Regions from separate parts of the Sus scrofa genome. Here regions 2, 3 and 4 are each linked to region 1. The links are chromatin contacts, called in public HiChIP or PLAC-seq maps. All regions are on one chromosome and are shown on one strand. The core of a region is the stretch at or near the end of the contact, and the rest is flanking DNA. Distances in the headings are between cores, read along the strand shown.

The links. HiChIP or PLAC-seq counts read pairs in DNA pulled down with a chosen protein or histone mark.
Region 2: a contact with region 1 is called in an H3K27ac HiChIP or PLAC-seq map of alveolar macrophages. The contact joins the promoter of CNBD2 here to the promoter of CEP250 in region 1. A contact is called at or near these places in 2 of 5 promoter capture datasets (fetal liver and fetal skeletal muscle), 1 of 47 Hi-C or Micro-C datasets (embryonic fibroblasts) and 2 of 2 datasets of contacts at active chromatin or transcription factors (alveolar macrophages and skeletal muscle).
Region 3: a contact with region 1 is called in an H3K27ac HiChIP or PLAC-seq map of alveolar macrophages. The contact joins the promoter of TRPC4AP here to the promoter of CEP250 in region 1. A contact is called at or near these places in 1 of 5 promoter capture datasets (liver), 1 of 47 Hi-C or Micro-C datasets (omental adipose tissue) and 1 of 2 datasets of contacts at active chromatin or transcription factors (alveolar macrophages).
Region 4: an H3K27ac HiChIP or PLAC-seq map of alveolar macrophages shows a contact between it and region 1. The contact joins the promoter of EDEM2 here to the promoter of CEP250 in region 1. A contact is called at or near these places in 1 of 5 promoter capture datasets (liver) and 1 of 2 datasets of contacts at active chromatin or transcription factors (alveolar macrophages).

Annotation. Positions count from the first base shown.
Region 1 is chr17:38,808,464-38,810,978 of Sscrofa11.1, reverse strand. CEP250 (centrosome-associated protein CEP250) reads right to left here and starts at 1,255. Exons shown (of 34, transcript XM_013985307.2): 1 at 368-1,255.
Region 2 is chr17:39,244,119-39,246,633 of Sscrofa11.1, reverse strand. CNBD2 (cyclic nucleotide-binding domain-containing protein 2) reads right to left here and starts at 1,259. Exons shown (of 13, transcript XM_021077743.1): 1 at 887-1,259. The coding sequence starts at 1,237. It overlaps SCAND1 (SCAN domain-containing protein 1), which reads left to right and starts at 1,006. Exons shown (of 1, transcript XM_003134419.4): 1 at 1,006-2,178. The coding sequence starts at 1,443. The coding sequence ends at 1,982.
Region 3 is chr17:38,467,032-38,469,546 of Sscrofa11.1, reverse strand. It overlaps TRPC4AP (short transient receptor potential channel 4-associated protein), which reads left to right and starts at 1,257. Exons shown (of 19, transcript XM_003359957.4): 1 at 1,257-1,514. The coding sequence starts at 1,347.
Region 4 is chr17:38,513,986-38,516,500 of Sscrofa11.1, reverse strand. It overlaps EDEM2 (ER degradation-enhancing alpha-mannosidase-like protein 2), which reads left to right and starts at 1,258. Exons shown (of 11, transcript XM_003359958.5): 1 at 1,258-1,464; 2 at 1,695-1,805. The coding sequence starts at 1,358.

The DNA of each region.
Region 1 (2,515 bases), core at 6-2,505:
AGAGTGGGGCGGCGGGTAGGACCGGACTTTCGGACAGTCACATGCAAAGCCCCAAGGGCAGAGGAAGTCGCGAAATCCTGGGAGCCTGGAGCGGGACGCGCAGGAGAGCGCAGCGCCTTATCCTGACAACCCCAGGGTCGGGAAGCTCCCTTTCTGCAAGGTCTGGAGCCCAGAGCGGTAGCAACAGCAGGACGCGGAGGCCAGGGGCCAGAGCCCCAGAACAGGACCCAGCCTCTTTTGGGCCTCTGAGTTTCTTCTGGGAAACCGGAGGCCGCTGCCCGAATGGGATTCCCAGGAGCACCCTAGTCGCTGGGCCTTGGACCGTTAACACGGGTACCTCCCGCCCGCCCCTGAGGCCCTTCCTCACCACGCTCCGCTCCCGCAGGTTCCCAGGGTGCTCCTCAGCGCGGGAGTCGGTGAAGCTGCAGCTGAGGCCGGGCGGGGGAGGCGGGGCGGGGGCTCACGGAGTGGCTGGGGCGCAGGCCCCGCCCCCCAAACTCCCGCCCTTTCGGAGAGCCCTGCCGCTCCAGCCGGCGCTCCAGAGAGGACTGCATCGCCTTAGGGGCCTCTCGCCATGTTGAGTACTGGCAGCTGTTTTACAAGAGTGGCCCAGAAGAAAAGAAGGGATTATGTTAAGAGACGTTAGATTTCCTCGCCCGAAATGGAGACATCCAGGGTTGCTTATTTGAGCAAAGGAAGTTTCGGTAACAGAAAACACTTGCCCTCAATCGTATCCCTTTTGGCTTCGAGGTTACATACGGCGCATGTGTGTGGTCGCCTCGTTCTAGATGCGCCTGCGCAATGCTCCACTCCCAAACCTGAGTACAATTAACTACGTGCTGAAGGAAACTGGCTCCTGGTCGCGGCAAAACTCAGCTTCAATCTCCGAAACTCCAAGTAGCTTCAGGCTACTCAACATTCATAATATAATTACTTAATGTCATTTGAATACACTTTGCACCGGAGACTGCCTGAATGTCCTGCATCCCACTGGAGAGCTACAGTTTATATAATTTTCTGAATAAGCCTGACTCTCTCTAGAGGACTCTAGAGCGTGTTTTGCACATGGATTATCAATGCACTTTTTTAGAGCTGTAAATTTTATTTACCTGCCATTCTTTTCCACTCCTTGGTTCTCAAATTTTAGTTGGAGAGTCTCTTGTGCAGCGGTTTAAGGATTTGTCGTTGTCACTGCAGTCGCTTAAGTTGCTGCTTTGGCCCGGTTTCTATCCCTGGTCCAATAACTTCCATATGCCCTGGGTGCGGCCAAAAAAATAAATAAAAATTAAAAAATAAAATTTGAGTTGGGGTGTTCCCGTAGTGGCTCAGAGGTAAAGAACCTGACTGGTATCTACGAGGATGCGGGTTTGATTCCTGGCCTCGATCAGTGGGTTAAGTGTCCCGCGTTGCCCTGAGCTGTGGTGTACCTCGACAACGCGGCTGGGACCCCCCCCAAAAAAAAGACAAAAAAATTGGGATTAAAAAACAATAACGGGTATTTCTTAAAATGTAGAGTTTTTTTGTTTGTTTTTTGTCTTTTTAGGGCCACACCCGTGGCATATGGGGTTTCCAGGCTGGGGGTCGAATTGGAGCTGTAGCTGCCAGCCTACACCCACAGCCACAGACACACTGGATCAGAGCCTCCTCTGCAACTGATCCCACAGTTAATGGTAACACTGGATCCTTAACCCACTGAGCAAGGCCAGGGATCAAACCTGAGTCTTCGTGGATACTAGTTGGGTTTGTTAACCACTGAGCCACAACAGGAACTCCAAAATGTAGACTTTTGGATTCCACCCATGGAGAGTCAGTAAACCAGGCATGGAGCCCAGGAATGTGTCTTCCAGCAAATACCCTGAGTGATTATGATGCATTGGGAACACATTTTGAGAAGCATAGCATAAGTTTGTGTATCTCTAGCACCCAGCACAAAGGCTGGTACAAAATAGGTGCTCAGTAAGTGCTGAGTGAACGGATGGATTGATGGGTAGTAGGAGTGAAACAGGCAATGCACAGCCAAAGGGAACCTGAGAAGGGAGCACTTCAATAAGAGCTATATTGTATCTTTTCTCCTAAAAGAACAAAAGTTCTTTCTTTGGGGGGGGGTCTTTTGAGGGCCCCACTCACCCCTGCATGTGAAGTTTCCCAGTCTAGGGGTCTAATCTGATCCCTAACCCACTGAGCGAGGCCAGAGATCAAACCCACAACCTCATGGTTCCTAGTCGGATTCGTTGCTGCTGTGCCACAGCAGGAACTCCCAAAATAAATTCTTAATAGTTACCTTGAGGGAAAAAAAAAATAGTAAGTTGGCAGGGAGGGAGGACAATGAATCTGAAAAGCAAACTATCTTGAAAGAGAAGAAAAAACATCCAGGACATTGGACAGAGAAAAAAGATACAAAGACTCAGTTGTGTGGGAATCCACCCCAAGAAGATGGTCCCCTGACAGGTTGTGTGCAAGAATAGTCACTGCAGTATTTGGAATGTTACCCACACCAACCTCAGGGCTTTTGCAG
Region 2 (2,515 bases), core at 10-2,509, 440 kb before region 1:
TTAAAAAGTAAAATGACACACATGAAATTTGACATTTATATACATATATATATATATTTAGTACCCATGGCATATGGAGGTTTCCAGACTAGGGGTCGAATCGGAACTGTAGCTACTGGCCTAAGCCACAGCCACAGCCACACAGGATCCCAGCGGCATCTGCAACCTACACCACAGCTCACAGCAATGCAGGATCCTTAATCCATTGAGCAAGGCCAGGGATCGAACCTGTGTCCTCATGGATGCTAGGTGGATTCATTAACCACTGAGCCACGACAGGAAATCCTGAATTATATATTTTATTTGACTCAATATATGCAAAATATTATCAATCCAACATGTAACAACAGAAAAAATTACGGCGACACTTTATCTTTTTCATACCAAGTCCTGTATATATGTCACGTTACAGGACATTCCCTTTCTGACTAGCCACATTTCAAGAACTAACGAGGTAAGCATACATACCTAGTGACCACTATATGGCAGTACACATTTAGTCTATTTAGTAATCCTAAAATTAAAAGCAAAACCTACAGCGCCACCTGTCCCTTGATTCCAGAGGACACGCAAAAAAAAAAAAAAAAAAAAAAAGTTCTTCAGCATTTACTTTGTGCCATGAGAAGGGCAAGTTTTACTCTGTGTGCTGAGGATCTTACACACGTTATCTGTGTCACTCCCTCTACCAGGCAGGTGTACTGCCCTCTTTCGACTGAGCGAAAGAACTTTCCCGAGTTGGGCCCTCCCCCTAATGCCTGACAGTCATCCCGCCGTCCCTTCTCTGCCACCTGCTGGGCCCCAGACCCCGCGAGCTCTGGCTCGCCTTCATCCCAATTAGGGTCGGGTAAAAAGGTGCGCATGCAGAGGCAGGGGCGGCGCAGGTCACCTGCCGGCCGAAGCCACCAAGTCGCATGATGACCCTTTTGGGCCCCTCCTCCTTGGGCCTGAGTAGGCGTTCCGGCACCGGCTCCTCCCCCGACTCCTCCTCCAACTCCTCCTCAGAGTTCTCCTCCTCAGAGTCATCCTCCGACACCTCCTCGGGTTCCTTCCCCGCCTCCTCCTTCTCCTCGAACTGGTGCTCGGAGGCGCCACCATCCCGAACTGACCATTGCACGCTTAGATTAGCCGGGTGCCCTGCTGTGGCCGCCGCCTCCTGGCGGGACTCGCGAACGCGAGGGGGCGCCGCGTCCTCGAGCCCAGACTCGGCTTCCGGGCGCTCGCGCACCGAGGTCATCATAGAGAAGCCAGCGGGGACGACCACTTCCGGCCGCCCCAGCCGCTTCGCCGGCGCTGGTAAGCTCACGGCGCCCCCCGCCCGCCTCCCTCAGGGTCTCGCGGACTCCGCCCTCTAGCGGAAACGTCTCCCTCCTTACCCAGCCCCCGCGCAGACGTAGTGCCGCGCCCTCAGCTGCGGGACAAAGAGTGACGTCCGTAGCGGAGTTATGGCGGCCACCGAGCTGAGCTTGGCGGCTACCGGGAGTCTCGCGCTGCCGTTGGGGAAAGAAGAAGGGGCCGGCCCGAGCTCAGGCCCGGAGCGTGACTCTGCGGACTCCTTCTCGACTCCTGAGGCCCCACCGCCTGCCCCCAAGCCCTCCAGCCCCAAGGCCGAGGTCGCCGAAGAGAATCCTACGCCTCACTCGGCCGCCTCCGCCTCCCTGGAGCTGCCCCTCGGGCCCGCAGCCCTGGGCTCCGCGTCGTTTGCCGAAGCAGCTCCGCGCTCACCCCCAGGCCCTGGCGGTTCCCGGCCCGGCCCAGAGACGTTCCGCCAGCGATTCCGGCAGTTCCGCTACCAAGACGCGGCAGGCCCGCGGGAAGCGTTCCGGCAGCTGCGGGAGCTTTCCCGCCAGTGGCTGCGGCCCGACATCCGCACGAAGGAGCAGATCGTGGAGATGCTGGTGCAAGAGCAGCTGCTCGCCATCCTGCCCGAGGCGGCGCGGGCCCGGCGGCTTCGCCGCCGCACAGACGTACGCATTACAGGCTGAGCAGCCGGGCTGCCGGCGGCCCGGCTCTCCATTCTGCGTTAATGAAAAACGAGTTTTGGCTGTTCCTGCAGTCTCGAGTGTCCTTTTCGGTCGTCCTTTGCAATGTTTATTTCCCCGAGCCTATTTCCAACCTTTCTGACTGGTGGCGAAATCAAGTTGGGAGCTCATGAGAATAAAGCCTTTCTTATTCACTTGACCTTCGTAGGTTTTGTGGAATCATTGGGTTGGCTAGGCTTGGGCCTCCACATCTGGGAAATTTTCTCCTGCGCGTTCCCTAGGACCCCACTTGGGTTTCCTTTGTTTGGTAATGTGGGTCCAGCAGCCTGGGTTCCGTATTCGCTCTACCCTCTCACTAGCTGGAATTTGAGCTTGTTTTCCTACCTAAGAGGGTAGATGATGGTTATAGTCTTACCTTATGACTGTGGGATGGTGCAGACAAATTGTTAGCTCTACTAAATACTCGTTTAAGTGGCCATTGCTGTATCAATACTGCCAAACTACTTGTCCCACCTGCCTGCCCTTTGGGCACTGGC
Region 3 (2,515 bases), core at 8-2,507, 340 kb after region 1:
AGAACTATATTTTGATTTTGTTATATGTAACTTAATATGTCTGAGATTCATTTTAGCTTTTGCTGTAAAGTTTAAGACCTAAATTTTTTTTTCTTTCCCCATTGATTTGAAATGTCTCCCTTACCACATGCTAAAGTTCCAAGTATATCTGGATCTGGTCCCTGGTCTCCCTGTCTTGGGGTCACAAATAGGGTTTTACTTGGCCTATGGAGTTTTCAGAACTGGGTAATTTCACATCAAAACCCAGCTTTTTGGCTGTTCTGGAAAAACTAGACGATTCAGCAACAATCTGCAGGAGAGGGTAGAGATCACTCCTTTTGATGGGCCTGAGGATGGTGACCACAATCCCAGTGTGCCAGGAACAATCCCTATATATGCCTGCTGTCCTGTTGTAATTGTTAGCAGCATCCTTTCATTCTTAAATATGTTCTGATTTGAGCAATAAACTATGCGGCACAATCTCCACCATTCCTTATTGCATCACACCCAGCATTCCTCTTTCATTTATTTTACATGATCCCCTCCCAGGAAGAAAAAAGGAGAGGAGAGGACGAGATCCTGCCACAGAAATTTGCCAAAAAAAATGATTACGTTGGTTCGGAGTAGAGAGAACATACCGTCCTGTGTGGAGAAATTACGACGTTTCCTCTGACAGAGAATATGATGTCACAATTTACCAATCCTTTCCCCTTCCATTATTTCATTTAACTTCACGACAATCTAGTTACACATCTTACCCAGTTTGTTACTGTGTATTTGCATATGGATTTGCTGACCTCCCCTGTAACTTGCATTTGAAAACAGGGACTTTGTTCTGCTCAGCACTGTTTTCCCAAGGACTGTTCGGTACTGATAGAGCGGGCCCCAAGGAACTATTTACTGGCTGAACAGACTCCCAGGAACTATCGACTGAATGAACTAACAAGAAACTGAGGCTCAGGTCCGTGGCGAGTCAAGGGTAGAGAAAGAGGCAAGCAGGAATCACATCAGGCGGCCAGATTCCTGGTCTGGAACCCAGGATCTTCTAGCTAGTTGGCTATAACCTCCCCAAATAGGCAAGAAATGGGAGAGTGCGCACGCAGAGACTTGTCTTCGACGTCAGAGGACCTCGCCAAAATGCTGGGCCAGAGAAACAAGTGGCGCAGGGGACGCCAGGCTCTCTCGCACCTGCCCGCCTCAGATCAAGACTACAGTTCCCAGCAGCCCCCGCGGGGCTCACGGCTCTGCCACGCGGCTTGCGCCTCCGCCGTCAGCCCAGTGGGGGCGCTGCGGCGACCCCTCCGCCGCCCCGTAGAAATCTCCGCGGCCCCGGGGCCGCTTGCTTCCTGTTTGTCGGACGAGGAGACATGGCGGCGGCGCCGGCGGCTGCTGGATCTGGGGCCGGCCGGGCGCGACGGGCGGCGGCAACGGTGGCGGCTTGGGGCGGATGGGGCGGCCGGCCGCGGCCTGGTAACATTCTGTTGCAGCTGCGGCAGGGCCAGCTGACCGGCCGGGGCCTGGTCCGGGCGGTGCAGGTAGGAAGTCGGCCCGGAGGGGCGGGGCGGGGTGGACCGGGCGGGAGCTGGCCGAGGGCCGGCGAAGAGGCCTTTCCAGGCCGCCGCAGTACGGGCCCGACCCCTCTTGGCCGGCCGTTGGGCCTTTCTGTGGGCTCTCCGGACGCTGTCAGCCGCGGCAGGACAGTGAGTGGGCAGTGGCAGGCTAGAGGACCTGTGTTAGGGGCTGAGCAAGGCTGAGCTGCATCAGGCATTGATGGCGTGTACGAGTCCGGGGCCCAGCTCCTGGATCCTCCCTTCCTTGCGCCACGTCTGCACGTCTGGAGGACCCTGAGCGAGTTTGCTTTAGCCTCTATGGTCCTTGAGTTTCTCCCCCATGAATTGGGCGGTGGGTCATCACTGCAGCTCCTAAAAGGATCTCAGCTCCTAAAAGGTTCTCTCCTAAAATGTCATTCAGAGAGGCCTTTCCTTGACATAACCCCCCACCCCCACCCCAGAGTAGGTTCCCATTGTTATTCAGTTACAGACCTGAATTCGTTTTGTTCACATTACTTTCTCAGTCTGTAATTACATATTTCTTTGTTGTCTACTTTTTTTCTCGCCTGTATTCCACATTAAGCTGAGCTCCAGCGGGTGCAGGGACTGTATCTGTTTTGCCGGTGTAGAGCGTCATGGTTAAGAGCTAGGGCTGTAGAGTAAGGCCTGGATTCAGAATCCTGCTTTTTCTTGCTTGGTCAAATTACTTTTCTGTGCCTCAGTTTCCTTATTTGTAAAATGGAGATGATAATTAGTAAGCTACCTGTTAAGGTGTTGTGAAGATAAAAGACAATCGTGTAAAAGGTTAAATACATTTCTGGTGCATAATAAGAAACTGAAGGGTAATCAGTTAATATTAATGCTATACTTGGTATCTGGCTTATAATATGTGCTCAATATATGATTAGTCTGTCTGTCTTTCTTTCTTCCTTTCTTTCTTTTTCTTTTTTTTTTTGAGTGAATGAAGAACACTGCTTTAGGGTAAA
Region 4 (2,515 bases), core at 9-2,508, 290 kb after region 1:
GCCCCAACTGCAGTCATAATGTCCTTCTGGGAGAGCAGAGGGAGAGGTATGACACACACCCACAGAAAAGGAGGTGATAAGAACACTGAGGCAAAGATTGGAGTGATAGGGCCACAGGCCAAGGAATGCCAGCAACTGTCTTTTCCCCAGGAGAAGCTGGAGCAGCAAGGAGCAGATTCTTCCTCAGAGGCTCCAGGGGGAGGGCACCCTGATAATATCTTGATTTTGGCTCAGTGAAACTAATTTCAGGCCTCTAGCCTCTAGAACTGTGTTAGGGTACATTTCTGTTGCTTTAAGCCACCAAGTTTGTGGTAATTATACTTTGTTACAGCAGTCACAGGAATTTAATACTATGCCCCTGTGTTGTTACCTGAGTCTCAGTATACTGTCATCTCCTTTCCCTTCCATCTGGCACTTCCCAGAGGAGTTGCCAAAAGCATCGTAAAATTTTTTGTGTTTCTGTTCTATCACGCAGTGTGACATGCTCACTGAATCCTCGTAATCCTATTAGGCAAATACTAATATTATTCCTATTTTACAAATGAGTAAAATACCCAGAAGACAAGCTAGTCAGACCACACTCCTAACAAGGATGGAGCTAGTATTCTAACTCAGGTCTTCTCAATCTAAGGCCCACACTTTTTTTTTCCTTTTTTTGGCTCATGCCTGCAGCATGTGGAAGTTCCTGGGCCAGGACCAGAACTACATCACAGCAGCAATAACACCTGATCGGTAATCCATTGCACCACCAGATAACTCCAAGGCCCATGCTTAACCTCTACTCTGTGCTACCTTAAGCTCTCTGGGTTATGTTAGAGTTTTAATTCTTATATCTACTGACAGCATTTCAAGGTATTAATTTGAAGGTTGTTTTCAAGGATGCTGGTCCAAAGGGGACCAAACAAGTCTTCATTCCAGCTCAAGGAATTAAGCTGCCACTTCCATCTGTCTTTTTCATCAAAAAGAAAAGAATGAAGTCTCCCTTCAAATCCAGGGTTAAGTCTACTAAATATCATACTGCCTAAAATCATGTGTGTTGCTGTGGTCTAAAATGCTGACCAACTTTAAGAAGCTTTTTTAAAACGCTGTTGCTAAAGCATTAGTAAGAGTAACTGTAAGAGCCACTGTCTTTAGGACACGTTCATCTCGACTAGAGAGACTGTATATCCCAAGATGCTCTTTGCTTGGGTTCCGCCGCTTATTGCATTCTGGGGCTTGTAGTCCACAACTGAGTGGTTGATGTATCAGCACGCAGGCGCAGTGGCGCGAACTCCCGGAAGACTCAGCAAAGGCTCCCAGGATGAACGGGTGGCGGTGGCTGCTGCTGCTGTGGCCGCGCTGACAGGACACGAGCTCTATGCCTTTCCGGCTGCTCGTCCCGCTTGGCCTCCTGTGCGCGCTGCTGCCCTTGCACCATGGTGCGCCGGGCCCCGATGGCACCGCGCCCGACCCCGCGCACTACAGGTGAAGGGGGTCAGGCTCCCCGCCCTTCCATAGTTGGGGAATGGGAAGCGCAGACCTGGTCCCCTCCCTTGCCCTCTGTCCCAGGATACCCACCCTGACCTGCTGGGACCCCACCTCTGGGCTCCGGCAGAAATCAGGTGGTGATTCCCACTTTCCACCCTATTTCTTGTCCTTTCCCCTGACTGGTTTCCTTTGGTGGCCCCCTCCTTATTTCTTGTACCCCGCATCAGGGAGCGAGTCAAGGCCATGTTCTACCACGCCTACGACAGCTACCTGGAGAATGCCTTTCCCTACGACGAGCTGCGACCTCTCACCTGTGACGGGCACGACACCTGGGGCAGGTAGTGCGAGCGGAGGAGCAACAGGGCGGCCGGGGTCTGGCAGTCCTGTCCTAGGCGGGCGGGGCTGCTGGGACTGGTGCCTTCATGGTTTCCTCACTGGTTCCTGAAAACTTGCTAGCCAGGGTGGGGTCGCTTTCCCCTCAATTCGGGTCAGCACCACCAGGATCCACCCAACCTCCGGGAAAGCTGGATCTCATAGTGGAAAAAGGCTGGGTTAGCCTGGTGGGCTGGGCCTCTGGGCTCGGGCCACAAGTGTAACAGGCATCAGCTGTTGGGATTTGGGCAAATCTCTGGAGCTGTAGGATATGTGGAAGGGCTTCAAGAAATCAGAAGACCCAACCCCTTCATGTTACAAGTGGGCAAACAGGCCCATTAGGGGATGTAACTCTTGGCAAACATGAAACATCTGAGCTTTGGTAGTGTTTAGTGTAACTGAAACACGCTTCCCCCTTTACCCTCACATCCCTGACTGCTTCTTGAGATCTCAGCTCAAAATGTCCTCTCAGCCACAGTTCCCCTAACTACCCACCTCCTACAGGTCACACTCACAAACCACCCTTTTTATTTTCTTTGTAGCACTACTCACTCTGATACTGTCGTTTTCACTTATCTACTAGTGTGTCTTTCTTACTTCCACTAGAATAAAAATCTATGAAAGGTGGAATTCTCCATCTCGTTCCTTGCTGAACGAGTGAAGAATCATTGCATTT